Linked DNA regions of Mus musculus: regions 1, 2, 3 and 5 are each linked to region 4. Evidence: chromatin contacts called from public HiChIP or PLAC-seq and promoter capture Hi-C data. All regions are on one chromosome and are shown on one strand. Each heading gives the region's core, a stretch centred on a gene start, on an enhancer-like site or on the middle of the called end of the contact. The rest is flanking DNA. Distances are from core to core; before and after follow the strand shown. Region 1 holds the start of Lmtk3 (lemur tyrosine kinase 3). Region 2 holds the start of Grwd1 (glutamate-rich WD repeat containing 1). Region 3 holds the start of Tmem143 (transmembrane protein 143). Region 4 holds the start of Nomo1 (nodal modulator 1). Region 5 holds the start of Kdelr1 (KDEL (Lys-Asp-Glu-Leu) endoplasmic reticulum protein retention receptor 1).

Region 1 (2,700 bases), core at 57-2,556, 250 kb after region 4:
TGCTCTGGGACCTCCAGTCTCTTTGCTGCCTGGGGTCTTTCTCCCAGGTTAGTCCTAGGGCACCTCACCTTGAAACGAACATCACCCCGTTTGCAACACAGACAGGTAAGGAGGAGAAAGATGAAGGCCAGCAGACCCGAACAGGAAATGAGGACCACAGCGTAGGGCGGAGCCAAAGGGGCCCGGCTCAGAGCGAATCCATCTGTGGGCATAAGGCTAGGCTGGGGTCTGGGCTTCAAGACACTGGCTACCGGACTCATGCCCCTCCCATCCTAGGCTAGTCTTGGACTACAACCCCCATGATGCTCCGAATCCAGGGGCTCCTTGGCAGGGGAGCCAGGTGGTCTAACGTATTGTGGGAGTTGTAGTTTAAGGTCTTCCCAGGTGGTTGGGGGTGGGGTCCCTCCTATCGTTTCAAACTGGGACCCACCCCCCACCCCAAACGCATCCCGTAACCCGGATACATTCCAGTGACCAGCAATAGTGAGGCCTGGAGCTCTGAGAATTTACAATATGCTACCATAGACAGCTTCATGACCATCATTCCCCCAATAGCAGGCTGTTGGCAGATATTTGCCCCGAGCTGAACGCACTGCCCACCCCACGCCTGAAGGGTGACTGAGAACTGTTTCTTTTAAAGACACAGGGAACACAGACTTGTTCTCTAGCCTCAGCCTCAGACCTGAGGGAGGGGTCTCTGCAAAGCCTCAGCTGTGTTCCCCTTAGAAATAGGGTCTCTCTCTTTCCCAAAGGCCGCGGCCTTCCATCTCCCCGCGCACCCGTGTGCACTCGCGTGCACATGAGCTCACATGCACGCTCACAAGCACGCACTCGGCCCGCAGCCCACTCCCCACCCGCCCTGGCTGGTCTCCCTGGCCCTGCAGACCCGTTGGTCCCCAGGGACTGCGCACAGGTGCCGGGCGGACCCGGTGGGGGTGGGGCGCGGGCCGCGGACGGCTGGACATACTCACCCGGGTGCGCTGGGGACGCCAGGCAGCCGGAGGCGGAGACGGCCGCCAGGAGGATGAGTGCGCCGGGTGCAGGCATCTTGTCCAGGATGGAAGGGAGGTGGAGGAATCGGCGGCTGGGGAGGAGGGGGGGCGGGCCCTCAGCCCCCAGCCATGGGGACCCGCTCAACCCTGGCCTCCCTCAGCCCAGGAGAGGGGCGGGAGATGCAGGACAGGGGGAGGGAGGGGTTGCTTACTGGTTCTGATACCCCCCTCCCCCTCCTCGAAAGGACAGACGGATGAAGGGATGGAGAGGCGGACGGAGGAGAGGAGCTGGGGAGCCGGGGTTGCTGGGGTAGGGGGGAGGGGAAGATGGGGGGGGGAGAGAACGAGGGCCCCGCCCCCGAGGACAATCGGGATTGGGGGAGCAGAGAGCCTGTCAGAGGAAGGGTGGGAGGAGGAAGGAGGGAGCGTTGTCATGGCAACTGGTTCCCGGTTGCATTGGCTGCCAGGCGGGAGGGGAGAATAGGGAGGGGGAGGAGGGACAGACAGAGACCAACAGACCCTTGGAGGGGGGCAGGGTCCACAGTGCGTGGCCCTGACACCACTGTGACACAACACTGGTGCCCACACGTGTGCTACATGCTAAGATGCAGATAGCAAGCCCACGCAGCCCACACACAGCTGAGACATGTCACAGGAACCTTCACAAGCGCCTCTCATACAAAGGTGGACAGCCATCAGCAAACGGAGACAAGGACACGTCACACACAAAGACACAGGGACAGACCACACTGAGAATGCATAGGCAGTCCAGACTCTGGTTGGTACAGATTCACCCAGCCACACAGGAATACCCAGCATCACATGAACACACACGCACACGCACACATACAACACAGAGCTCCAAACATAGGGAGGTATCACAAAGATCCATTCAGACCCTTTGGGACATGAGGAGGCATGCTGTCATAAACTGATATTCCACACAGGCAACAAAGAACACACAGAAATCACTAACTCAAACACGTAAAGCCAGTTGCATGCACACAGACACAGGCTTGTCAGTCACATATGGAGCATACAGAAACAACACATGCATGTATGCAGGCACGGGGTTTGCACATTGCTCACCTTCAGGGACAAATGCATATCACATACATGCACACGGGAACACACGGTTCATACATGCAGAGCTACATAGCTTATGCAAAAACACAAATATAGAACGGGTACAAACATGCCCTGTGCACACGTATTACACACAAAGGCACACCACCTACCTAAATAGACAGCATGAATGGACACACTCTTTAGACGTGATTATGAGGACTCCTTATCCACTGCAGTCTCACACCACAGACATCAACACACATGGGCACAAAAGATGCATAAGCGTAGTTTATTTCATGTATTTATTCTTGGCAGGATTTACTCTGCGCCAGGCGTTTCCCAAGATTTACAGTATTACCTTCCAATCATTACAACAGCCCCCAAGACAGGTTCTTTTTTCATGCCCAATGTATAGGTAAGGAAACTGAGGCACAGAGAGGGGCAGTCACCTGCCCCATGCACAGAACAGGGGATAGGCAGAGGTAAGGCTGGAACCTGGCCGTCAGGGACACCGACACATCAGACAAGACACACACACACACACACATCACGTGCCAGGCTGCAGTCTCGGGGTCCCACCCTACGCGGCGGCACACAGAACTGCAGACACACCCGGAAGCGCGGACTGCCGCCCTCGGCG
Region 2 (2,700 bases), core at 85-2,584, 200 kb after region 4:
TCCCCCCACTCACCTACCACCCCAGATGCCACCAATCACATCTTCAAGTCCAGCCCTTATTTGTGACCCTTCAGTGATAATCCAGCAGACACTCCACCCCCAGGTCTCCTTTCCCAGATTTCAGCAGGGTCTGAGGCTGGGCTGAGAGGAGGGTCTGGGAGCCCACACCTGACCTTTCCTCCCCTCTCCCGCTCCTACACTGCAGTGTTTGGAATAAAACCATGTTTTTACGCCTCCTCAGTCCAAGCCTGAGTTCTGTGTCTGTCCCTTCAACTTCTCTGGAGAAAAATGGAAACTGAGAACTGAGTCCTTAGGGAGGACAGTCAGACAACAGAAACTGGGCTGGTGGTGTAGCGGAGGCAGGGTGTTGTAATATTCATAACACCCTGAGTTCAGTCCCCAGTCCTAGAAAACAGGAGATTGGGGAAAGCACAGTCAACCCCAGGAAGCGGCAAGAGTCCAGGGGAGAGGGGTGGAGAGGTGACAGGGCAGAGACAACACCCCCAAGAGTAGAGATACAAAAAGGGATGCACAAATTAGGACCAAATCTAGAGACCTACTCCTTGCTACTGGCAAGAATGATTTGATGGGTTATTTTATGCAAATGGAGAGTGGCCAACCCACGCCTTGAATCTCCTTAATCTCACCAGTGAGGATCTGTTTCCAATATTTCATTACTCCAATTAACCAAAACTCGGGTGTACATGGGTAGATAAAGAGAGCTGACTCAGTTGTAGCAGCAGCCTCAAGAGAGACTTTCTGATTAAGTGCCTGCTGACCAGAGCTGCCCTGGGAATGCCTGGTTGGGAAATGGTCTGCCCCTGGAGGATAGATCCAATCCACTAACTTATACATAATGTCCAGCCTGTCTACCCTAAAGCATTTTGAAATAATTTAAAACCATCATAACAAGGAGAGGAGAAGAAATCGGCCTTAAAGGTCCTCGGGGAACAGAAGCCCAGTCTCCTTGCCAGTAAGTGCTCGTTTACATACATGAATAATTAACTAAATGGAAAGACAACCCTGGGAATGAAAGGTGGAAGATGGAGAGGGCTCTGAAGCCGAGGACTTCTGTAGAACTACAACTCCCAGAAGGTCTTGCCATTGCTGCGCGGAAGAATTCCCCAAGGTCACACGAAAGACAAAATTGCTCCTAATATAAGTCTTCTCACTGAGCCAGGACGCGGTTACTTTGTGGCGGCCATCTCTCTGCGCATTACCTTCTTCTGGCTGGTTCACAGGTTTCCAAGGTAACAGTACAGTGGGACGGGTCTTAGACTGTGGGAGGTGAAACCCGGAAGTGACGCTCTCACTTCGCGTCCGGGGCAAGAAGGTTCGAAGATGGCGGCGCGCAAGGGCCGGAGTCGCACGTGTGAAACCGGAGAACCCATGGAGGCTGAAACCTGCGACCCAGGAACCGAAGGCCCATCCCAGGTCTACCTGCCCGGCAGAGGGCCGCCACTGAGCGAGGGAGAGGAGCTGGTAATGGATGAAGAGGCCTACGTGCTGTACCATCGTGCGCAAACTGGTAGGCAGAGGGACCTGACTCTCGGGTCCAGGGAAATGAAAGGCCTGTCTTGGGGTCTGGGGGACGAAGGGTCTGGAGTCTGAGGATTGTGACCCTGCAGACTGCCGGCCTTTGGAGGAGGTGGAGGCCGAGTTCCCAGTCTCTCGTTCCTACTCAGCAACTCTAATCTCCCCGCCCATCCCTAGGCGCCCCTTGTCTCAGCTTTGACATAGTTCGAGATCACTTGGGCGACAACCGGACAGAGCTCCCTCTCAGTCTTTACCTGTGTGCGGGAACCCAGGCGGAGAGCGCCCAGAGCAATAGGTGAGACCCAGGACCTTTGCAAGACATCCACAAGGCCCCACGCATTAGGGCTCTCTGCTAATGCCAGACCTAAAAGTCTGGGACCCCAGCCTCCCTCCTCCTTCAACATCCCGGCACTCAGTTTCTAACCCGTATTTGCTTCCCCAGACTGATGATGCTTCGGATGCACAATCTCCATGGCACCAGGCCGTCACCCTCAGAGGGCAGTGATGACGATGAGGAAGATGAAGATGAAGAGGATGAGGAGGAGCAGAAACCTCAGCTGGAACTGGCCATGGTTCCTCACTACGGTGGCATCAACCGAGTTCGGGTACAGTCTTTCCAGGGGCTTGTTAAGGATTCTCTGCAGCACACCCCTCCCCCTAGATCCAAATGTCTCTCAGTACCTCCTCCAGCCCCTCAGCTTCTCTCCCTCCCCCCTCATTTTCAGACATTTTCACTCTATGAGCTGATAAACAGATAATAAAGGCTGAAACAGCTCCTGATTGTGGTGAAACGCAAGGGTGTTACTGAGCTGTTGCTTAGGAACTGAGGCAGGATAGAATGAGTTCAAAGGCAGCTTAGTGGTAGAGCGCTCACCTCAAGTTCAATAAATAGAGCACTTTATGATCAGGTAGATGAGCAAAAAAGGGAGACGGTATACAAGGAGCATGTAGAGCAAAAGCCAACCCGTAGCTGGACCTGTCTCTGTTGGACCTGTATCTGTTACATTATTCCCAGAAGGTTTAGCCTGTAGACAGAAAGCTCTGGGCCCATGAACATAACATACTAGTGGGAAAGGGAACAAGAGAAAGCTTGTAGTTTGTTACAAGATGCTGAGTGTGGTAGTATAAGGGTGTTCCTAGGGTAGAGTTGTTTTTTGTAAATGG
Region 3 (2,700 bases), core at 29-2,528, 140 kb after region 4:
ATGAGATTGTTTGTGCTTGTACGTATGCATGTGGGCATAAAATCTAGCACGGGACTTGGTAGACACAGCAGGTGTTCAGTAAATCACTATTATACTAATGATCATCTGACAGTGATGGAGGGCTGAGAGCTCAAGCTATGGAATAGATCAGGGGTGAAGTAAGGGGCGCACTCTAGAGTCAAGCAAGCATGGGCCACTCACTGTAGCTTTGGATGGGTCACTGCCTTTAAACCTGTAAAATGGGATAATGGTGGCCTCTCACAGGGTTGTTCTGATGGCTCTATACATTACAAACACTTAGCACGGTGCCACGGAATAAAGAGCTCAAGGTGTGATAATAATTATCATTATGGCTTTGCAGATACAAATTTATTATGTACTAGAAAGGAATTATGAGGATGATAGTTACATCTATTTCAAGGGAAAAACTTATGTCCCAGTGTGCCTGTTCAAGGCCCCAGAAGAAGCCCAAGTCCAGAGATCTTTAGGCATCTCATCTTGGAGTTCTTTCTAGCCCCTGCATTCCAACTTTCTCGAACCCACTAGGAACGCCAAAGGGACCAGAAACTACACTCCCAGGAGGGCGCTAGCGCAGACCTCAAAAGCAGGTATAGTGGTGCAGTCGCGAGGTCGGCTGGAAACTGTAGTCTCTAGGTCCTTAGACCACTGATGGGCGGTACCTGTATCAGGAGGCGGAGCAGCTGCTCCTTGGAGAATGGAATGAAGCGCTCGCGGTACTGCTGGGCCCAGTCGCAGGGCTCCTTGGGGTTCCACATCTTGCGGTACACCCCCATCCTGTTCTCCAGGGACGACAGAGCTCGGGGAGTCCCGAGGAGAGCAGGCACCAGGGACCATAGTCGGACCTTGGACCCCCAGGTCACATGCAACATGGCCTGCCCCCTTTCCCAGAGCCTAAACATAAGCAAATGAAGGGGGATGTCAAAGGTCAGTTGGAGGTAGTACCTCCACACACCCCTCCCTTCGGGGACAGTTCCTGGCCAGTCTCCCTCCCTCTAATCCCTTTCCGGTTCCTTCTACACTGCACATTTAGGTTGGCTCCGGAATAGGGTCAGAGGTCGTAGTTTGGAGTATCTTGCAGGCCCAGGGACCCTGAAGCGGTACAAATGGTCTCTGAGAAGCTTAAACAATGAGGTGGAGCTCAGGAGTGTTGAAAAACTAGGAAAAGTTAATAGCGGGTGCTGGGCCGTCCTTCCTGGGCCATGCAATCCCCCACCCTGCCCTCACCTTAACCAACGCGCGACTGTCATTGAGCCTTCTGCGCATGTGCAGTAAGAGGTCCTAGGCCCAGAGGATTGGCTTCAGCAAGCAGTAAGGCGCATGCGCACAGCCTGAGCCGCTTGAAACCATTTAATAGCCTTTATCTCAACTGCGCATGCCTCATCGCTAGTCCTTTTTTTTTTTTTTTTTTTTTTTTTTTTTTAAAGGTAATGCGCACGCGCTGAAGACGTGTGGTCCGCTATTTGGAGCTGGGTCGGGCCCTCGCGCGCGCCCGGCCAACGGCGACCCGCCCAACGTCCGCCGAGACCACGCCCTTTCCATAGTCAGTTCGGATAGGCGGAAAGGAAAGGGGCGGGACTTGGCTGCAGCCAATCATCTGTAGAGGACAGAAAAGGCGGGAAAAAGAGGAACCAAAAAGAGGCTAGAGGTGGCTCCCGGGACCAGGAGAGGAAGCCAGGCAGGCAGAAGAGGAACGCAGGTCCTCGGCCCTCGGAGAAGAGGTGGTTCTCTTCAGCCAGCGTCCCCTTGGGGTCTCAGCACTTCCGCCCCCAGGTCCTTAGAAGGGAAGCCCCTAGTCTAAGGAGGTTGCCATGACTCTCATACCGAGTGGCAGCTGGTTTCTGAGGCTTCAGTCTTAAGACAATATGTCATCCTGAAACAGAGCTGAAGCCTAAGCAAGCCTGGTGTTACGGAAAATGACCCAAGTTAGGGAACACCTCAAATATTGCTGGGCTCTACGTGGTCTTCTATACCTAGGGTAGCTGCATTCCCTCAAGGACCAGTCTACAGTCCCCCTATTGACCCCACTCTGAGGGCCCAGCAGACCTGCCACCCCTTATCACCCTCATCCTGTATTCCCAAAATCTAGGGCCCTCAGAACCCTCTGGCCCCTTATCAGCACCTGAAACCTCCAATAGCCCATCAGCCTACATTTCCAACTTCTGGAACCCCGAAGCAGCCTTCCAGCCGTGCTCCCATTTCCAGAACCTCCCACATACCCTATCATGTCTCATCTCCAGCACCTAAGACCACCCAGCAGTTTCTCACCCCATATTCCTGACAACTGAAAACGGGAGCAGCCAGCCCCTTCAGCCCACCCCCTCTGTTCCTAGGGCTCCTAACAGCCCCTCAGCCTATCCATCCCCACAAAGGAAGGGCCAGTACTCCCCACTCCCAGCACTTTTACTCTGACATTCCCATTCCTCTTTTCTTGCAGTAGCTGAGCCTTGAGGTGGGTCTGAGGCACACAGGAAGTGGTGCCCAGAAAGCAGCACCCAACACCCCTGCCCCTACCTCCCGGGACACCCAAAGAAGAGCAGCCACTATGCACCTCCCTGAAAGCCTCCACGACCTGGCAGACAATGAGACTGTGCGCTTTCTGAGGAGACCAAAGAGCATCTCAAGGATCTTCGGAGGGGTGAGACCCCAGGGGTCAGGACACAGGCGACATCCAGGAAGAGG
Region 4 (2,700 bases), core at 57-2,556:
AATGCTACAAAGCCAGTAGGTGGCACGGCCCCTGGTGACATGGAACCAGGACATACTCCTGTAATCCAGCACTGTGGGAAACAGAGGCAAGAGTGTCCAGAGTTCAAAGCCAGCCTTGGGTATATTGTAAATCTAAGGCCATACTGTGTCTCAAAAAATTGGAAAATCAATTATAAATCAACCAACGAGGTAGAGGGACTCTACAGAGAAAGCCTGGAAGATGACAGTTGATTCTCCGCGTCGGGAAATCTTACACCACCTCTAACCCCACCTAGAAGAAAGGTAGTTTGAAGAAAGGCTACGCCCACAGGAATTCAGGGTGGGAACGGCTTCTCACCTTTTCCCCCCGGCCCCACTGGGTCAGCTCAAAGGGCTCTCGGGTGCCCTTCTCTTTGGCACCTCCACATTTCTCCTCCTTGGGCACCAGTCTTTACCTCTTCCCATCTCCCTCCTTTCTCTGGCAGCACTACCAGCCCTCCTGGGAAAACCTAGCCTAGCTCTCTCTCCAATCCCCTGTGTCTACTTCTACCCCACCCCCTCTTCTCACAGGCTTTCTGGGTCAGAATCCCACCGGGTTGATAACCACTTCACATTAACTTTCGACTCAGTCAAAAATAACTCCACAAATCTCTAGTGTAATTCCAGCAACTATGCAAGGTGGCTGGCAACTTTAAAAAGGAGAGGTGGGGAAGGTAGGGCAGCTTCGCAGCCCCAGAGGTTGTTACACTGTTCCATGTCAGGACTTAGCAATGGGAATCGATCATCTTTAAATTCATCCCAGGGAGGATGGAGGAGCGGTAAGTCCGAGCCTTGGGGTCTTTAGTACGGAGAGTGACACGTGTGGTTTCCAAGTTCTGCAATATGGGTTGGGCAGATTAGAGTTTCGGAGGTCCTGGTATGGGGGAGCCGGGGTCGGGCAGACCCTCTCGGCCTTCCCGCTCCTCGGCGCGGCTGAGGAAGAGTGCAGAGCAGCCGAGAGCCTGGCCAAGGGTCATCCAGCCCACCCGGCTACGCGCGGCCGGGGCTCACCTCGATGAGCGAGTAGTTGATCTCCACGTCCGACTTCACGAAACCCCCGCAGCCTACCACGATGTCCTCGGAGCCGATCGCGCGCCCCGCGCCGCTCAGTAGCAGCAGCAGCAGCGCCGCGGCACACCGGCCCGCACGCATGGCCCGGCCTCCGCGTGCCTACCCTCCGCAACCCGCCCGGTCCCGCCCCTCACACCGCACGCAGCCGGCTCCTTCCTTCTCCTCGCTGGGCTGACAAGCCCAGGACCCGCCCCGGAGCTGCTCTGCGCAGGCGCGCCGCGGCCCTGCGCCCACGCCCCCAAGAAAGACCGACGCGACACGCGATCCGCCCGGAATGATGGCCGCTTGCGCCTCTGGCGTCCTGGAGGACTCTGCGCAGCCTCTGGAAGGAACAGCCCAGACAGGCTTCCACTTCAGAGTCATCGTCACGGCTAAGAGCTTTTTTGTTGATTAATGTATTCAACAAAGCCCAAGTCTTTTTGACTCACATATTTCACGCCAGATGTAATTTCAAAAAGCCCTTTAGAAATGTGTTATTTAGTTCTTTTTCCCACGACGCCATCTCTTACCAGTGCTTGACTGTATATTAAAATTTTGTTTTAGCCAAACAAGTCTAAGGCTTGCCTGAACCACAGGGCACATTCAAAACCAACCTGGGCAACTTTAGCCCTGCTTGGGTTACATAGAGAGTACTAGGGTAACCAGAGAGTAAGGGTGGGGGGTTGGGGGGTGTCTTGGGTTGACGGCAGTCAGTAAAGTGTCTCACAATGATAAGGATCTGAGTTTGACCCCCAGAACCATGCTAACACCAGCAACCTCAGCACTGGGGAGGTGGAGACTGGAGGACCCCCGGGGCTCACTGTCTAGTCTAAGGGGAGAACAGTAAGAAGCTCAGTCTCCGAGGATGTGGGTCACCTTCCTACCTGACAGTGATACTCCAGGCGTCCTCTGATGGATGTGCTGGGGCAGAAGGTTTATTATAGACATCTGGGAGAGCACAGCCAGAGGCGGGAACATCTGGGAGAGTCCAGAGTGAACGTGACCCTGAGCCATGAGAAGAGACAGGGAGGGGAAGGGAGAGTGGAGAGAGGGGAACCAAGTGCAGCAGCCAGGAGGCACAGAGGTGTAGCCCTGGAGAGTTCAGGGCAGGGGATGGGGGATGTCAGCCATGGTGGCCCTGTAAGAGTTAGGAGCTGAGTGTTGCTGATAGAACCTGGGGGCCAGGTCCGCTTTAATATGTTAAATAGGCACCTCAGCGGTGTGTCCCAGGTTTGACACCTCACACTGCTTCCATGATGGACGATAGAATTTGAGGTAATCTGGAATCTGTGTTCCTGGGCCATGGCTCAAAATGGCTCCAGAATAAACTATCTATTATTCCCCTTAAGATGAGAGCTCTGGTTTTGTGTTGACACACCCACACATGTGCACATAAAGAAATCTGTGCATCTGGCTTCTTTATTACCAATGATGTATTTCTGTTGACATGGTTTTCCATTACAAATGATGCTGTACTTGGCTTTGAGACTTCATCTCACTAGGTAGCCCTGGTAGGCCTCAAACTCACTTACATCCCCCTGCCTCTGCCTCCTGAGTGCTGGGGATTAAAAGCATATACCACCTACCTGGCTAAATGATGTTTTCTTCTGCAAAACATATTAACTAAGTTCA
Region 5 (2,700 bases), core at 167-2,666, 160 kb after region 4:
CTGTCAGATACTCTGCCTCTACCCAACCACCACACAGGCCCAGCAGAAACCTACCTCCAGAGGGGTGAAGTCATGGTTGACCAGGAAAGCCAAAATAGCAGTAGGAACGACGAGGAACTCCACCCGGAAAGTGTCGTGGTTGCCATCATAAGTAGCTTTGAACTTGCTGTAGATCATCCACACCGTGGTAAAGGAACAAGCTATGTAGACCACCTGATAAGAGGGTAACAGGGCATCTCAGCTCACAGGTAGGGCCTCAGGTCACGGTGAGGGAGAGAGAAATCATGTTCCCCAGCCACCTCCCTCAGACCATATGTCTAGGCCCAAGCCTCTTTGGTGACTCCTCCCTGATCCCTGGCCTGGAACCCTGCCACAGGGGGCTGACTGCAACTCTACCTTCATGCAGGTGTTGTAGAGTGAAATGTAGTTGGTGAACAGGTCCAGATATCGGGCAGTGAACACCACAGCAAACAGGACTTGGCTCTTCCCTGAAATGCCTGGTTGAGACAGAGAACGAAGGGCAGGGTGGAGGGAGCTGGAGGTGGGCTACTTGGGGCAATAATAAACTAACATGCAGCGCCTGGGCCAGCCGGCTGGAGCTCTAGACCACAGCGATTCCCCAAGGCCTTTAAGCCTGAGCTCGGCCCTTTTTCCACCATCCACAGGCAGGGGGCAGCCGGCTCCAAAAATACTAGAGACCGAGGCTCTATCCCAGGCTAGGCCTCGCCGGTCCTTCTGTCTCCCTCAGGTCCTCCTGACAGTCTAGACCTACACTGGGACCTAGGGAGAGCCCTGCCTGACTTCAGCCTCCCAGTCGGTCACCTTCCTCCCGCTCCCTTCCTGGCCTTCCACAGTCCACGTCACCAACTCCCAGCCACCTCCCCGCCTGCCATGGCTCCTGGTTCCCAGCCCCGGAACACCCAGAGCTGTCCCAAAGGGTGCTGCAGAAGGTTGAACTGAACGCCCGAAGCCACCCCCACCAAACTATGTGTACCCCTTAGTCTAGGGAAAGGAGCTGACCCCCTGGTGACCCTAGAACTAGAAAAGTGATCCCCAGCAGGCAGTCCGGGAGGACTCTGACCTGCCGAGCTCCAGCCTTCCCGGTGCCCCAGAGCGGCCCGCTCCCGCCCCCTCTCCGCGGGGGGGCCTCTCACCCGCACACGATCGGGACTTCCAGATTTTGAGCAGTAACAAGATGATAGCTAGGAGGTGGGAGAGGTCTCCCAGGAATCGGAAGAGGTTCATGACTGGGGGACTCGGGCAGGGCTGAGCTGGGTGGGGGGGGAGGCTGGCCGGCCGGGCTGCCCCGGAGCTGCGGTGCTGCTGGGTTGAGGGCGGGAGAGAAGCCCTTCGGTAGCTCAGCTCCGGGGAAGGGGCTCTGGAAGGTGAGCCGAGGCCGGAGCTGGTGGTAAAGCTGGCTGGGAGAAAAGGGAGGAGGGCCGAGGTGGGAAGGGAGGAGTCTGAGCTGTAGCGCCACCCCAAGGGCGGGTTGACTGTCTGGCGCCCTCTGGCGCCTGCAACCTGCTTTGCAGAGTCGTATCGAATAAGCCTACTAACTGATGGAAGGGTCTTTAGGGTCCCACATTCCCAGGTGCCTTCTCTTTAGTAAGGAACTGTAGAGAGTTCGTCTAACCTCTGCCCTTAAACAGGAATCCTGAAGTTTGAGTTCTGAATCTAAAGATCCTAGTGCTGTGTTGGGTGATGGTGTAGCCTGTAATCTTAGTACTGGGAGGATGAAGCAGAGGGACCCCCCAGTTCCAGGCCTAGGGCTCCACAGTGACAGTCTATTCCTGCACAAATTATTAATACTAATAGTAACAACAACAAGAATCCTGGAGATTAAGAGGGTAGACTTCTAGCTTTGTCTGTGATCTCTAGTCCCAATTCAGTTAGAAAACCCAGGCCCCACTGCCACACACTCGGGGATCCTGACTGAGCCTACCGCCTCTACAATCCTATCCCCAACAATTACTTTATTGCTCAACATTCTGACCTGGGAATCTACACCCATAACTCCATCCTCCTTCTAAGACCCAAAATGCCAGGTCCTGGCTCTTTCAGAAACTGTCATGACCCGAGTCTTCCCAGGTCTTAGGGCACGAGAAGCAGGGCTCCAATCGACTGCTACAGGCCTAGGTCCCAGCGCCTCTACACATTCATATTCTCCCTCTCTCTTCCCCTCCTCCACCTCTCTTTCTCCACCTCCAACTTCCATTCTCAGGGACCCGGGAATCCTGAAGCACACTCCTCCCAATGTTAGATACTAAGGACTGTCCTACCAGAGGCAAGATGGACAGGTGACTTTATGGGACCTCAGAACCTCAAAAGTAGGGTTATAGTTTAGGATTACTGTGTCTGTGACAAAGGAAGCAGTTTTCCTCCAGGGAATTGTGTACTCAGAGCTGTGAGAGACTAGTCCCTCACTCATCAAGTGGTCCCTCAGTGAGGAACTTGCTCAAGACCTGGCCCCCAGGTATGATCGAGAAGGACTAAGGGAGAATCTGTGGTCTTCGAAAGGAGGGCTGTTATCTAAATTCCTGCTTCTGAGAGAACAGGGCCAGGCATTGGACCCCAAATCTGAAATAGAAGATCCACAACTTGGAATCCAGGGATTCTGGACCCCTGGTTTGGAGGGAGGATGGCTGGGATCTAACCCCTAGGTCACAGAAAATGGTGCCAGAGTCTGGCCACCTAGGCCTG

The links. Promoter capture Hi-C pulls out the DNA fragments that hold promoters and counts their contacts. HiChIP or PLAC-seq counts read pairs in DNA pulled down with a chosen protein or histone mark. Capture Hi-C pulls out chosen DNA fragments and counts their contacts.
Region 1: a contact with region 4 is called in a promoter capture Hi-C map of neural stem cells. The contact joins the promoter of Lmtk3 here to the promoter of Nomo1 in region 4. A contact is called at or near these places in 3 of 39 promoter capture datasets (the C10 cell line, neural stem cells and pre-B cells), 1 of 484 Hi-C or Micro-C datasets (B cells), 5 of 115 datasets of contacts at active chromatin or transcription factors (the 230-238 cell line, embryonic basal ganglia, embryonic limb bud and 1 more) and 4 of 9 other capture datasets (adipose tissue, liver, macrophages and 1 more).
Region 2: a contact with region 4 is called in an HNF4G HiChIP or PLAC-seq map of pancreatic cancer cells. The contact joins the promoter of Grwd1 here to the promoter of Nomo1 in region 4. A contact is called at or near these places in 4 of 39 promoter capture datasets (the HPC-7 cell line, cranial neural crest and embryonic stem cells), 5 of 484 Hi-C or Micro-C datasets (CD4 T cells, Sertoli cells, colorectal tumor organoids and 2 more), 6 of 115 datasets of contacts at active chromatin or transcription factors (the 230-238 cell line, astrocytes, craniofacial prominence and 3 more) and 4 of 9 other capture datasets (adipose tissue, liver, macrophages and 1 more).
Region 3: a contact with region 4 is called in a promoter capture Hi-C map of pancreatic islet. The contact joins the promoter of Tmem143 here to the promoter of Nomo1 in region 4. A contact is called at or near these places in 4 of 39 promoter capture datasets (cranial neural crest, frontonasal cranial neural crest, maxillary cranial neural crest and 1 more), 4 of 484 Hi-C or Micro-C datasets (embryonic stem cells, multipotent progenitors, nephron progenitors and 1 more), 10 of 115 datasets of contacts at active chromatin or transcription factors (the 230-238 cell line, bone marrow-derived macrophages, embryonic stem cells and 4 more) and 3 of 9 other capture datasets (adipose tissue, liver and pancreatic islet).
Region 5: an H3K4me3 HiChIP or PLAC-seq map of embryonic stem cells shows a contact between it and region 4, with 32 read pairs. The contact joins the promoter of Kdelr1 here to the promoter of Nomo1 in region 4. A contact is called at or near these places in 4 of 39 promoter capture datasets (erythroid cells, neural stem cells, neutrophils and 1 more), 12 of 484 Hi-C or Micro-C datasets (CD4 T cells, ECoMG myeloid progenitors, Th1 cells and 9 more), 15 of 115 datasets of contacts at active chromatin or transcription factors (the 230-238 cell line, the SCID.adh cell line, bone marrow-derived macrophages and 8 more) and 5 of 9 other capture datasets (adipose tissue, embryonic stem cells, liver and 2 more).

Annotation. Positions count from the first base shown.
Region 1 is chr7:45,783,953-45,786,652 of GRCm38.p6, reverse strand. It overlaps Lmtk3 (lemur tyrosine kinase 3), which reads right to left and starts at 1,306. Exons shown (of 15, transcript NM_001290990.2): 1 at 972-1,306; 2 at 69-202. The coding sequence starts at 1,047. Gm5897 (predicted gene 5897) reads left to right here and starts at 2,186. Exons shown (of 2, transcript NR_153811.1): 1 at 2,186-2,700.
Region 2 is chr7:45,829,423-45,832,122 of GRCm38.p6, reverse strand. It overlaps Grwd1 (glutamate-rich WD repeat containing 1), which reads left to right and starts at 1,334. Exons shown (of 7, transcript NM_153419.2): 1 at 1,334-1,528; 2 at 1,714-1,831; 3 at 1,979-2,141. The coding sequence starts at 1,342. It also overlaps a transcript of Grin2d not described here.
Region 3 is chr7:45,895,647-45,898,346 of GRCm38.p6, reverse strand. Tmem143 (transmembrane protein 143) reads right to left here and starts at 1,278. Exons shown (of 8, transcript NM_144801.2): 1 at 1,246-1,278; 2 at 681-912. The coding sequence starts at 1,268. It overlaps Syngr4 (synaptogyrin 4), which reads left to right and starts at 1,636. Exons shown (of 5, transcript NM_021482.2): 1 at 1,636-1,739; 2 at 2,456-2,656. The coding sequence starts at 2,564.
Region 4 is chr7:46,032,302-46,035,001 of GRCm38.p6, reverse strand. It overlaps Nomo1 (nodal modulator 1), which reads right to left and starts at 1,306. Exons shown (of 31, transcript NM_153057.4): 1 at 1,030-1,306. The coding sequence starts at 1,170.
Region 5 is chr7:45,871,556-45,874,255 of GRCm38.p6, reverse strand. Kdelr1 (KDEL (Lys-Asp-Glu-Leu) endoplasmic reticulum protein retention receptor 1) reads right to left here and starts at 1,416. Exons shown (of 5, transcript NM_133950.2): 1 at 1,155-1,416; 2 at 397-497; 3 at 55-213. The coding sequence starts at 1,245.